Regions from separate parts of the Danio rerio genome. Here regions 2 and 3 are each linked to region 1. A link is a contact called in public HiChIP or PLAC-seq data. All regions are on one chromosome and are shown on one strand. The core of a region is the stretch at or near the end of the contact, and the rest is flanking DNA. Distances in the headings are between cores, read along the strand shown. Region 1 holds the start of eif3ba (eukaryotic translation initiation factor 3, subunit Ba). Region 2 holds the start of lfng (LFNG O-fucosylpeptide 3-beta-N-acetylglucosaminyltransferase). Region 3 holds the start of card11 (caspase recruitment domain family, member 11).

What was found. HiChIP or PLAC-seq counts read pairs in DNA pulled down with a chosen protein or histone mark.
Region 2: an H3K4me3 HiChIP or PLAC-seq map of gastrula embryo shows a contact between it and region 1, with 4 times the contacts expected there. The contact joins the promoter of lfng here to the promoter of eif3ba in region 1. A contact is called at or near these places in 2 of 4 datasets of contacts at active chromatin or transcription factors (embryo and gastrula embryo).
Region 3: a contact with region 1 is called in an H3K4me3 HiChIP or PLAC-seq map of gastrula embryo, with 3 times the contacts expected there. The contact joins the promoter of card11 here to the promoter of eif3ba in region 1. A contact is called at or near these places in 2 of 4 datasets of contacts at active chromatin or transcription factors (embryo and gastrula embryo).

Annotation. Positions count from the first base shown.
Region 1 is chr3:40,717,450-40,722,022 of GRCz12tu, reverse strand. eif3ba (eukaryotic translation initiation factor 3, subunit Ba) reads right to left here and starts at 2,338. Exons shown (of 19, transcript NM_001290093.1): 1 at 2,106-2,338; 2 at 1,527-1,719; 3 at 348-467. The coding sequence starts at 2,208.
Region 2 is chr3:40,938,430-40,943,002 of GRCz12tu, reverse strand. It overlaps lfng (LFNG O-fucosylpeptide 3-beta-N-acetylglucosaminyltransferase), which reads right to left and starts at 2,327. Exons shown (of 8, transcript NM_130971.2): 1 at 1,797-2,327. The coding sequence starts at 2,210. The region is part of intron 3 of LOC141381264 (a long non-coding RNA gene); the gene reads left to right.
Region 3 is chr3:40,565,158-40,569,730 of GRCz12tu, reverse strand. It overlaps card11 (caspase recruitment domain family, member 11), which reads right to left and starts at 2,490. Exons shown (of 25, transcript XM_073944927.1): 1 at 2,388-2,490.

The DNA of each region.
Region 1 (4,573 bases), core at 1,089-3,588:
CAGAAGAAAGAAGCTGAAATATTTGCTTAAAGCAAAAGAAAGGCGACAATTGGGGTGAAATATCCCAAAAGGTATCAAAAAATTACATTTTAATATTAATCTATTAAATATTAATAGATTTTTTTAATACTGATATCAGCATCTGCACAGCCCTGATATATTTCAAGCTAAATTGAGAGACGAACTGATCTGCCCTAAATGAAGTTTGAGGCATTAGAAACAGCTTGCCAAAATGCATTCTGGAAATGATAGACAATACTGAGTATAAATTATACAACACTGTAAAGGTTCTTTCATTAAAGCAACCTATTGCAGTACACTACTGCAGACCCTAAAAGATAACTTACTTGTCAAAGTCAGTGAACAGATTGACACGGAAGGTGTGCTGCTTGTCCAGCTTGTAGCCATCAGCGTTTTTTACCGCTTCATGAGCGTGACTTGGTGCAGAATACTCTAGGAAAATGTACCTGTAATGATAAAGCATGGAAAATTATTATAGACAAGTTTATATCTATAGCACATTTTATACTCAGTGGTTATTCAAAGTGTTTTACATAAACAGGAATAAAAGTATAAGAAAATAAAATCAACAAAGAATAAATAGGTTTTAAAAGAATGAAAAAGAAGACATAATAGTGCGATCTGTCAATACGTCCTATAATCCATAGAAAATATATACAACATTGCAAACATGCCATTAATAACTAGTACACATATACACTTTAAAACCTTAACAGAAACCTAAAAACTAATACAGATAGTTTGTGCTCAACTCATTTTATTAGACCATAAAAAAAATGTAAGGTTTGTGCCACAGCTGCCCTCTTTTTTTCTGTAATGGTTAAACCACCAATACATTTAAGCCTTTTAGTCACACACAGTAGTACTTGTAACGTCAAATTAAAATAATTGTTATCTGAGAACTTCCAAATTTACAAGAAAGACTTGAAAGCATATGTTTAAAAAAAAAAAAAGAAGCACATTAAGACCATTTATCGAGATGCCCAATAGCAGTTAATTACTTGCAGATTTCAATATGAAGATAATAAGATATGAAGAAAGATAAGTTATATTTGTGCAATGTTACAGTTTTCTGCAAATGCAGTTTGTGTTTTGCTAATAAACATTATTGGTTTTTAGTTAGTTTTAATGGCATTTGACAGATTACTTAAATATTTGTTTTCTTTTATAATAAAGTGTCTAATGAATTTAAGAGATAGTTCAAGCAATATGAAAATGCTGTAATTTACTCGAGCACCAGAGAAGAAAATGTCTTGAGGAATGTTGGAACCAGCAAGCCATAGAATCCCATAAAAACGTTCATACTACGGATATCATTGGTTAGTTTCCAACATTCGTCCAAACAATTTTAGAAAAAATAAAAACAAGCATTTAGAACCAACTTCACAGTGACTAAATGTTGATGCTTGGGTGAACTACCCTTACGTATTGCATCAATTATTGATTAAATGTCACCAATGGTGCATCCCTACATCCCAAAACGCACCAAGCAGACCCAAACATACCCCTTGGTCTTTCCATCTGCGTCAGGGTAGAACTCATTGGTGATTTTGCCAAACTTTGAGAAGATCTTGTGAATGACGTTCTTGAGCTTTTCCAGGCGATCAGGTCCGACCTGAGGCACATTATCAACCACGATGACTGAGTCGATGCCGTCAGCCTCCTGCGGTTTGTCCCTGAGAACATCCCCCAGCAGCTCTGAATGACCAGAAAACACACAGATAGAGTTAGTACAGTTAGCACAACAGCATTTGTTAAAGCAAAACGGCAGTACAATGACGTTTCTGAAGCCAAAAGCATAACAGCTGCTGACTCTATGCTGTTACGACACTAACGTTAGTCTATTTCCCTAAAGCTACTGCTAAGATGCTTTTGTCTAGTTCGCGCACATGCTGGACTTAAAGAGAAGCTTTGACTAACATAAAACGGCATTAACTGTGAAACAGCGTAGTTTATCAGCTTGAAAGATTGACACACAAATAAACCAAAGGATTTTTGTGTTAGCTCGTGGCTGACATGCTGAGCTATGGGGTTTAGTGTGAGACTGGGATCGGCAGGCGCGCTAAAGCAGGCCTCTCTCTCACCCTGATCACTGATGTCATCGTCGAAGTCCTCCGGATCACTGAACGAAGGCTCTTCTTCATCGTCATACTCCATTTCGGCCTCCATGTTCTCCGTATCTCGCATTTAGAGATCGGTTGCTGTGGGTCTGTGCTGGTTAGAAGGTGGTGGTGAATTTCACAGCAGTAATCCAGATATTTTACTCACTCGGCCATGTGCAAAGCAGCCGGCGCCAACCACTGCGAGCGAGAGAAGGACCGTACCATGTGCGCGGAGAGCACCTCAGGGCTCTGTTGGAGCGTTAGGATTCATGTACAGCATAATTGAAGGAAAAGGATAAAAATTTGCTTCATTGGCAGATTATGTGAGCTTAACACTTTTATGATATTTGGTTAAATTGTATACAATGTGTAGTTTTGTTGTGGAATATGACATGGCAGACCCCTTTTAAGTGAACTTGGTCTCGTCTTCTGCTTATCGCTCTCTGAACTTCCTGTTCATGTGACAAGAACCTCCCGTACAAGAGCGCGCAATGTTACCATCAGTTCTATTGTCCATCTCTGGCGACAGACAGACAGACAGACAGACAGACAGACAGACAGACAGACAGATAGATAGATAGATAGATAGACAATAACACTAAGTTAATAACAATCAAAACATTTCTATACTATTATAAAATATGCAAACTTAAAGGCACAATATGTACAATTTTTCTATTAAAATTAAATTCATGTCTTTTTCTTTAGCTCTTTTACAACGTAGACAGTGTCAAAGCAGCTTTACCTAGATAGAAGTTTTAGTAGATTGAAACTCTAAATCCAGTTTTCAGAGTTGAGGTTCAATTTATTTCAGTTCAGTGTGGTTTAAATTTCACTGTTGAAAGTCCAAACACTGAAGAGCAAATGTCCCAAGCCAAGCAAGCCAGTGGCAAGAAAAAAAACTTTACCAATTGATGAAAGTGAAGAAAAAAAAACCTTGAAAGAAACTAGGCTCAATTGGGCATGACCATGGCCAAACTTCCTGTGCAGAGCTGCAGTCTAGGCGCCAGATGCTGGAGAATGCTGAACGTCCATTATGTAGAACTGCAGGTGTGAGTAGGTCACCGGCGGGTGCTTAGGCTAACCCACAGGACCAATGTGAAGGCTCTTCTGTCACTGGGGTCTTTCAGGAATCAGTCTTTTGCTCTCTATGACTGCCGCAGCGTCAGCTCAGGATTCGGCCTGGTCCAGGATTATAAAGACCTTGGCATCATTTCTAGGATCGCATTAATGGTGCTGCAAAATATCTAGGCGCCTCGGGATAAGAATCCCCAGGTGAAAACAGAGAATGAAGAAAATAATGTGCTATAAATGAAATGTCCAGTACCACCTTTTTGACTTTTGTACTTGCAGTATACCAAATGTTTTGAAGAATGTTCAAACCCAGAGAAATCCACAATTTTACTCTCATGGACCTGCCATGCTTATGACATGAATCACCATCATACACCTTCAATAGTGTTTAAATAGTGTTTCATAGGACCAAACAGAACCTATTTAAAACAGAACCCTAAATGTACATAATTTGATAAAACCACTACTACTTCCCATGCTGTTTGTGTGCTGCGCATCGCTCATCTCTCATCAACAATTGCTTCAGCTCTTATTTCATTACTACAGCTTTCAGTTTTATGCCTCATTCACACTAGCATCGGCTTTGTAGCTGCCCATCGCTCTGCTCTGGGTGACAATTGAGATGCTAGTGTGTTCCCACTTTGAGGTTGCTTAGGTAACTTTTTAGGTAACACTAAATATAAATGGAATCAGTACATAAAATGCTTAATTACAAAGATGATCAAGAAAAAAGTGTGTTCTCTGTCATTGCAGCAATTATCAGCTGCAGAAGCAGGTCTGTGTAGGTCTACAACACAGAGAATACAACCAGCCTCTGCAGGAGAGGGCAGTGGGGATTTTTTTGATACTATCATTTAGAAAACGTTTCGTTTCCTCCTAGCCATTCTTTGATATTATTATTCCATCTTCTTGTTGGTCTTCCTACTCGCTGTTTCCAATTTCTGCTTTTTTCAATCCTTTTACTCTGATTAATCTTTTTTTTTTTCTCCAATGCTGCATAAACCCGGACAGACCCAATTTACAATCCTCAATAACATCGCAAATAGTCTTTCCTCGTCTCAGATTTGTTTTGGATTCTTTCATTTGTTCTGTTTTTATGATCAAATTTTCAGGATCCATCTCATTTCAAAAACCGTCTATTTTGCGATGTTTTTCTCAGTGTCAGATTTTTGTCCATTATAGGTTCACTTTATTTTTGTAATGAGTAAAATCATAATTACCTAAAAAATTATTAAAACTCATTTTATCGTTTACTGTTTCTAATCTTTCCTAGTACTGTATATAGAAACCATTGTTTAAATCTTCTCTTAGGTCCCTCAAACATCATTAAACTAATTATAACATTAGCATATGGAACCCCCGATAATGGGCTCTGT
Region 2 (4,573 bases), core at 1,078-3,577, 220 kb before region 1:
ACAGTCCAATACATCACCCGTCAGGCCAGCACCTGAAATAGGTGAGCAGGCTGAAACGATCCTTCTTACACAAATGTCTAACCCCTATTAACATGTTCGCAATATCAGTCACGCATCATCTCACTTGACATATGTGACAAAGTTCCCATGCTGTGGGTCTAACAATGCCTGGCCCAGCGAAACACTTGTCTGGTGCCAGCCATTGTGGCAAGTGGCCAAACAGTACACTGGAGTCCTTGGGATAATCCCCGGCCGTTCAGATGACAATAACTGGGATTTAACAACGTACTCAGGTGTTGCATGGATGAATGTTGAAATAATTTGAGAGCGGCCTTCCATGTCCACATGTTGAGACTCTGAGGGTTTGTATAGCTGGCATTAGAGCCATCTTTTGTTCTTTGAGACCCAGCCACCTGGCACTCATTCTCCAGAAACTCCCCCTTGTATTCTAGGCTGCAGTGGTCTTTTATGTCTGCACTGCTCCCCACCAGCTGCTGCTATTAATCCCTGCTGTTAACTCTCTCTTCTGTGGGTTAACTTCTATCAACTCCTGTACTGAACAAGCTCAGTATTAGTTTTCCAATCTCACCTTGAAGCCTGTAGAGTGGCTGTATCAGTTTAGCTGGACAGCAAAAGACAAATCTGAACTGACTTAATGTGTGCTCACGACATCTGATATGATTTCTTACATTCCACATGCTTTCATATTCTCACAAATGTCACAAACAATGTTCTTTATGCTCGGTTGCGGCAAGAATATAAAAGTGCTGCTATGGCTGAGCCATATTCAAATAGCATTAATAAAACCTACTCGTGTTTAAGGTGTGAAGGAAACTGATTGTGACAGAGCCCCGAGGCAAATTAAACTGACTTTTGTAAAAAAGTATAAGCGACTACTCTAGATGGTGGGTAAAATCACTTTGACTGCTCTGCGCTTGCTGCTGTCAAGGTGCGGAGAGTGCTTTTGTGCTGTCTGCAAAAGAGGCCTATTTCTCAGAGCTGTATTTTCATACTGAGTCAACTCGGCATGTTGCTGAAAAGCCTTTCCTTGCCTATAGATGCTGTCCCTTTGTGCCCCCCAGCATCTCCATAACGAAGACTCTCTTTTCCCACCGCTTGGGTAGCTTGACCCAGCCTCTGCTCCAGATCCCCGGTTCCCATGGAGAGTGGGAGACAAGGGGCTGGCAAAGCTTTTCTTTCCCCCTTCAGAAAGACGCTTTGTTAGCACTGAGAAGGGGACAGCTCTGAAGCTGCTGCTGTGATGCATCCTTAGGCCTGGAGTATTCACGGGGACACCCCAAACAATGGAGCAGGAGGGGAGCAGGGGGGACTTACAGCCACCCTGTGAGCAATACAACCATTGCCACAGACAGCACAGAGAGATTGTGAATCTGTGCATTTTATTTTTGTTTTTTTTAATATTTCAGGAATATATAAATGTATTTGATCACCTAATGACTACAAACATGACATTTTAATGGGTTTGTGATACTGCTTATGCTAAATAAAAACAAAAGTTATGAGCTAAAGTCTTTGTAGCAACACCACTAACCCAGTTGTCTTCAGCACAAAACCATAATTTCCACAGGTTAAGCAACTTTATTTTTAGAAAGAGGGAATAAGTGTTACAAAGAGGCTGTATAAAACAGCAAAGACTAAAATTATTTAAACACTTGAAATGCAAATATGGATAAATTCATAACTAAAACTGTTTTTTCTAACGCACACGATTTTTAAAATACTAAGCAAACCAAAATTTGCAACAAGATTTAGAAACAATATGTAACAGTGTATACCTGTTGCATGTTTCTGGAGATCCAGGTGTCCAGCAGTAGATCCAGTCTGGACCGGTGAAACTTTTTAGTGGTCTTCACTGCGATGAAGATGTCATCCGCGCTGATGTCCTCCGCAGGCGGCGCGTCTGTCGCCGCTCCGGGTGCCTCGCTGGGCTTATCCGCTTCCCTCCTGCTGCGGGTCAGCTTGGAAAAATAGGCAGAGAATCCTTTCTTTGCATTCTGCTCAGGCTGAGCTCCATCATCAGTCTCTGAATCTCCCAGACTCTGGAGAGAGCGCAACCCGACCTCGCTCTCGTTCTGCATCCCGTCCGCCTGAATCCGCTGATGCTGCGAGAGAAACAACAGAAACCCCAGACAGGTGACGGTGGCTCCCGCAAGAGAGACCACGACTTTTCCGCGATATGTTTTCAACATGTTCAATAAACTATGTTTTTTTATATACACAGCATTTATCTAAACCTCCCTCCAAAAGCCTATTCTAAAAAAACAAGCGTGTCATCCGACTGCTGCATAGTAGCGCTGAGAGTCTCCTCATTGTCACTCGGAGGGGCTTTTATAAACTGCCCACAGCTTTGGTTACGCCCAGTGGGCGGGGCGTTGATGGCTATTGTGCTGTGGGAACCGCGGAGAGACTATCAATAGGAGGACGCGTCAAAGGACAGCAGGCGAGGGACAAAGAGGGGGGAGGTGAAGAGCACGAACAGGAGTAAACATTTCCAAAAAAAAAAAAAAAAAAAGCATGCTTTTTAAAACTGTCTGTGTGTTTGTCTGTGCTGTTAACTGGTGTTAATTGCACATTATCAGGAGGAGCAGGGTGTGCAGATTTGTAAATATTTATGCAAAGTATGCTTCAAATGTTTTAGATGGACAAGACGATTTGTTGTCAAAATGTTTTATCCCTCTAAAACTAACCACGGCTGTCTGTAAAAATAGCACAAATTTTTATTCACTGTAACAAAATCCATATGTTTCTACACAAAATGCATATAATATTTAACTTTAAATATATATTTATAAATTTAATAAACACTCTGAAACTAAAAAAAGCGTTTATTGCTCTTCTAAAATATAGCATTGTGTTTAATCCACCTTTAAACATACTTTTTTTAATTTCTGTCATTATTTATTCAGTATAGAAAAAAGAACAATTAAATGCATGCTATTTTAAAGTATTTTTTTTTTCAAGCAATGCAGATTTTCCATCATCATTATATGTATATATAATATATAATATATATAATATATATTATATATATATATAATAACAAAATGTTATGTTTTCCTTTGCCTGCTTCTGGGTGAAATTTGACTGGGACATGTTTTCATATGTGTAAAAAACACTGCTACTGAACAAAATCTGCAGACATCACACCAAGTACCAGCCATTTTTAAATGTCAACATTCACATCAGGCTCACTATAATGGCGCGCTCCAGTCAATCCTCGGCAGCTGACCTTGTGGGGCCTTCAAACAACCGCGTGTTCCTTGTGCTTACTTAAAAATGGCGCCTCTTCTGCAATGAAGAGCCTGTAGAGCTGGGAGCACGACCCTGGCCGTGACTTCCAGCTGACAGCTCAGCAACTGCTGGTGACAGACTTAAACACTTTAGATCCTACTTCTAACCCTCTCAACAGCTTACTTGCAAAGCATGCCACAGCCAGACACTACAAGTAAGCCCCCACTGTTCAGACTGAACAGCTGAGAAGTTCTTAATATTTCTGTAAAAGAGGTCATTAACATATCATCAAGTATATAACAAGAAGTTTTACTTTACTCTTTAAGATGGTTCAAGACAAAGTGTGTAGGTTCAATATTGTCTCTTGACAGGCAGCATCTTTTGTTAACGTTCATCGTTTTTTTTTTCTTTATCAAATGTTTTTTTTTCACTTTTTCCACATTTATTTATGTTACAGCCTTATTCCAAAATGGATTAAATTCATTTATTTCCTTAATATTCTACACACAATAACCCATAATGACAATGTGAAAAAAAAGATTTTTTGAAATTGTTGCAAATTTATTGAAAATAAAAAACCTGAAAATTCGCGTATATAAGTATTCACAGCCTTTGCTCAGTACTTTGTTAATGCACCTTTGGCAACAATTACAGCCTTAAGTCTTTTTGAATATGATGCCACAAGCTTGACACACTTGTCTTTGGGAATTTTTGCCCATTCCTCTTTGCAGTACCTCTCAAGCTCTGTCAGGTTGGATGGGAAGGGACTGTGTACAGCCATTTTCAGATCTCTCCAGAAATGCTCAATAGGATTTAGGTCTGGACTCTGGCTGGGCCACTCAAGGGCATTCACAGAGTTGTTGTGAAGCCACTCTACTGATATTTTGGTATGTGCTTTTGGGTCATGCCTGGTTTGTGCTTTGACATGCACTGTCAACCCTGGGACCTTATATAGACAGGTGTATGCTTTTTCAAATCATGTCCAATCAACTGAATTTACCACAGGTGAACTCCAATTAAGCTGCTGAAACATCTCAAGAATGATCAGTGGAAACAGAATGTACCTGAGCTCAATTTAGAGCTTCACAGCAAAGGCTGTCAATACTTCTATACATGTGATTTTTCAGCTTTTTTATTTTTAATACATTTGCAACAATTTCAAAAAAATATTTTTTCACATTGTCATTATGGGGTATTGTGTGTAGAATTTTGAGGAAATAAATGAATTTTATTCATTTTGAAATAAGGCTGTTACATAAAAAAGCTATGAATACTTTCTTGATGCACTCTAAGTAACACTCAAGAAAAAGTGACTTGGAAG
Region 3 (4,573 bases), core at 1,241-3,740, 150 kb after region 1:
ATTTGTATAAAATAAGTTCAAATTTTTAAGGATGTGTGAATGTTTTCAATTTACTATGTATGGACATGAACTTCAGCTCCAGAGCTCCTCAGAAAGTCACTTTATTGAGCATTTTTCCATTTTATGTAAGAAAAAAGTATTGTCATATCATGTACTCACAGAAATTCAAGTGTGTTGAAGACTACCCATTAAAAAAAAACTAAATATTGATGTTTTGTCATTTTTATTTTTTATTATTATTATTATTATTATTATTATTATTATTATTATTATTATTATTATTAACTGCTATATTATTATAATTACTGTTAGAATCACTTTATTTTAAAGAAATAATTACACAAATGTTCTTTCACATTTTAATTTGAACAAGAATAAAACAAAAAATTGGGAAAGTTATTATGAGCTTTTAAAAAATTATATCATTATTTACAAATAAATGTGTCTGCTAAACTGAATACATTTCACAGTGTTAAGTAAGTAATGTTTTAATACTAACATATTTCAACAAATTAAGAAAAAATGAGCCCATACATTTTTTTTAAATGGGGAAATATAATATAACAAAATATGTTTGTATATTTATTAGTTGGGTTTTAAAGTAATTGCTGCCTCCTTAAATATATTCAGTAATCAAACTTTCATTTGTTTATAAGTTAGGATTGTAAACAGACACCTGAGATTCTTTAATGTTTAATCAAACCAATGTCAACAATATTTGCTTGTGTTATGCTATTACTTGCACTTTGTATGGTACAAGATGTTCAGATTAAATTAGTATTGATAAATCAAACATCTGCAAATTTTAAAGTATGAAAGCACTTTGGAGTAGCTAGTGGTGAAATCTATGGTAACAGCAATTTTTTAGCAAGTTATTAATTACATTATTTGCATTAGTGATTGTGAAATAATGGACATTGTGTTATAAATATTCAGTTCTTGTTTTAATCTACAGGAGAGCCAAGAGAGCTTGATGATGCAATTACAAAAAACACCAGCAAATTAAGAAAACATTTCCATTGGTTTGACAGCATATGTGTTGAAAATCCTCACAAACAAATTAAGATTAAGGGCTGCATTTTCTCTCAACACACGGAACACAATGGAAATGTTTCAAGGGGACCCTAAAATGTGATAGACCTGGCAATTTAGTTTATGGCTATTTAGGATAATAATATAAAAAAGAGAAGGAAATTGTGTAATCAGGATGTTAAAATAAACCAAAAAAAATTCAAAGATTGCATACAACTTCACTTAGCATGAGTCCATCATGATTTTGGAACCCCTTGAAACATTTCCGTTCTGTTCTATTTGCATGAGAAAATGCAGCATCTTTTCTTAATTTATAAGCATTGTGAGAATTTGCAACACATATTCTGTCAAAATGACTAAGATCTTTTCTTAATTTGCTGGTGTTTTTGTAATTGCATGTGTTTTCTTAGGAATTCAATGGCAACAGTAAAACTTTACAGTAAGTTTACATTAGTGAACGTTAGTTAATAAATAATCCATTTATTACAGTATTTACAGTTTGTTCATCTTTGTTAAGATTAGTTGATGAAAATAAAGGCACTCATTGTTAGTCATTCACAGTGCATTAATTAATGTTAACAGGCACAACCTTTGGATTTTAACGATGCATATAGTCAATACAGAATTATGATTAATAAATTTATGCTGCACAAGTATTGGTCTTAATCCATGTTAGTAAATTCATTAACCTCCAATAACTAACGCAAATTTTATTGCAAAGTGTGACCAAAGCAACAAGCTGAGATTCAAAGAGAAAGATTGAGTTGGACAGTGTGTGCCAAATAAACTGCAGAACAATCTACACCTCTCATTGTCCCTGGATTAATGGTGTCAGATTAATGCAGCAGTGCATGATCCTTTCAATGATCGACTTTTCAGTGAGAGTGCACAGCATGCATAATAAAATGAGCGATGGAAACTAGCATCAGATATTTAGTGCTGCTCATGATAAACTATGATTTAACTTTTTATATCCTATATTTGCTTTTTACAACTGTAAACAGGGATGTTCACTAATAAATGAAGACAACTATGAAGTTATTAAATAAGACGACAACCATAATATACATACAGTAGCATATCTTCAGTTTAACAACAAGAGAAACGCGCATAAAAAATGACTTTACAAACAATTCAAAATCATGGCATAAGCATATAAAGAGTTCACCATGTCCAAAACAACACAATTTTGACTTCTCTGAGTATTATACGTATGATACTACACTTGACACGGATCGGTTTCCTATGCATGTCTGACTCTGACGTGCGTCGAAAAGTTTGTTATCACGGCTCAACTTTTTATTCGACCATTTACAAATCATTTTCCTCTTTAGCAAGAAAGAAAAGTTGTTTACCTGTGAAAGATCGCTTCCCAGGGTTTAATTCGACCGGTCCATTATAGTACTTGAAGGCGCCTGTGCTTCAAACAGCTGAACTGTCGCAACAACTCACAAGACTGGCAGGATCATTTCACCTGAGCCTCATAGTAGCAAACTGTCAGTCAAAGCGCTGTGGGCGGAGCTAACATGCTGTAACGCTCGAGCGTCACTGATAGTGAGAGTCCCACAGCAAAGCAAACTCATGAAACTTTATGGCACTTTGTTCTTATTGACCTGTTGTCTCACTGACATGGCAGGTGAATATAGTGTAAAATTCGTTATCACTTTCCCATACTTACACATTTGATTGATTTTATAAAGGATAACAAATGTAGTCTACAAGTTTTTAAATATGCAAAGGAAGCCTTGTTTAATTAAATATGAGCTAATTTGCATGTAATTGTAGAACATAAAATCTGAACATTGATTCAACTCAGGCTCAGAATTCTTGGTCCTTCCTCTTTATTTATTTATTTATTTTTATTTTTGTTTTTATTTTTTTATCATTCATTTATTCATTCATTTTCTTGTCGGCTTTATTCCTTTATTAATCTGGGGTCGTCACAGCGGAATAAACCACCAACTTATCCAGCATATGTTTTACACAGCGGATGCCCTTCCAGCCGCAACCCATCTCTGGGAAACGTCCACACACACATTCATACACTATGGACAATTTAGCTTACCCAATTCACCTGTACTGCATGTCTTTGGACTGTGGGGGAAACCGGAGCACCCAGAGGAAACCCACGCGAATGCAAGGAGAACATATGAAACTTGTTTGTTTGTTTGTTTCCTTGTTTGTTTGTTTGCTTGCTTGTTTACTTATTTATTTGTTTATTTATTGTTTGTTTGTTTGTTTGTTTGCTTGTTTTTTTGTTTGTTTGTTTGTTTGCTTGCTTGTTTATTTGCTTGTTTGTTTATTTATTTATTTATTTATTTATTTGTTTGTTTGCTTGCTTGCTTGCTTGTTTGTTTGTTTGCTTGCTTGCTTGTTTATTTATTTCTCGAATTAATTTATTTATTTGACAGTTCAGTGTTTTATAAAAGGGATTTGAGAAATCTATATCCCTATATCACTCTATATACAACTGTAGACTTTGATCTTTGTAAACACAGCTGATGTGGATATTTATGGCTTCATTATGGCAAAAAACAGCATTTAAAAATAGTGATTGTAATTGTGCAAAGTGCAAGTAAAGAAACACTTAAAAGTGTAATTGGATTTATATTTAAATTACAATGAAAAAAAAGTCAATGAAAAGTCAAAGATACAAAGTTTCAAAACTCAAAAAGGTACAAACTCAAAAGGGCATCAAAATTATTTTCTTTCACTGTCTTGCTGGAAAAATATAAAAAATGTCATTACTCGGTGTATCTAATAATACTGCTGAATTCACTTACAATGTAAAAATGTATGTTATATGTTAATTGTCTAACCACATTTCCAGTTAAACACTGTAGTTTTCTAGTTTGCCTTTTCTCGGTTTTTATTTTCCCATCATTGTCTAAGTGTTGTCATCTTTTGCCTTTGCCACAGCATGCTATTTGTACCGACTGAATAGCCTAATTTGCTTGTCTATAACTCAAACCCAAATGTGGATCTTAATTATTCTAACAATTATCTTAATGAGTCACTGACACAGTTTTGAAAGCCTCCTATCAGAGTTTCATCTTAAATCACTAATAACACAAAAGCTGTAAAAAGATCTTTCTTTTCCAAAGCTATCAGATCCGAAAAGCGAACAAAGTGTCATGAATAAAATATGGCTCAAGTGTCATGAAAATATTGTAGACATAAAGTTGTATATAAATGAGGAATATATACTGCGTTTTGAAGTTTTTATATATGTGCTCATCTGTTATTTAGAGGAACTGTTGCTCACTCACTTTAGATGGTTTCATCATGAAGTCTTTGGTACAGAACATGCAAATGCATACCTCAAAATATTTGTTTATGGAAATAGTTAAACAAATGTTGCAACGTGCTGCCTTGGGGACAGTTTTTGTTCTTTTTTTAAACCACTAAAATTAGGGGAACTAAAATAAATCTATTTTAACATGGCTTAAATTTAACTTGACTCAGCGTTTGCATGACATAAAATAAAAAGTTTATTTTTAACTGCATTGTTTACATACAGTTGGGTTTATATTACATTTGT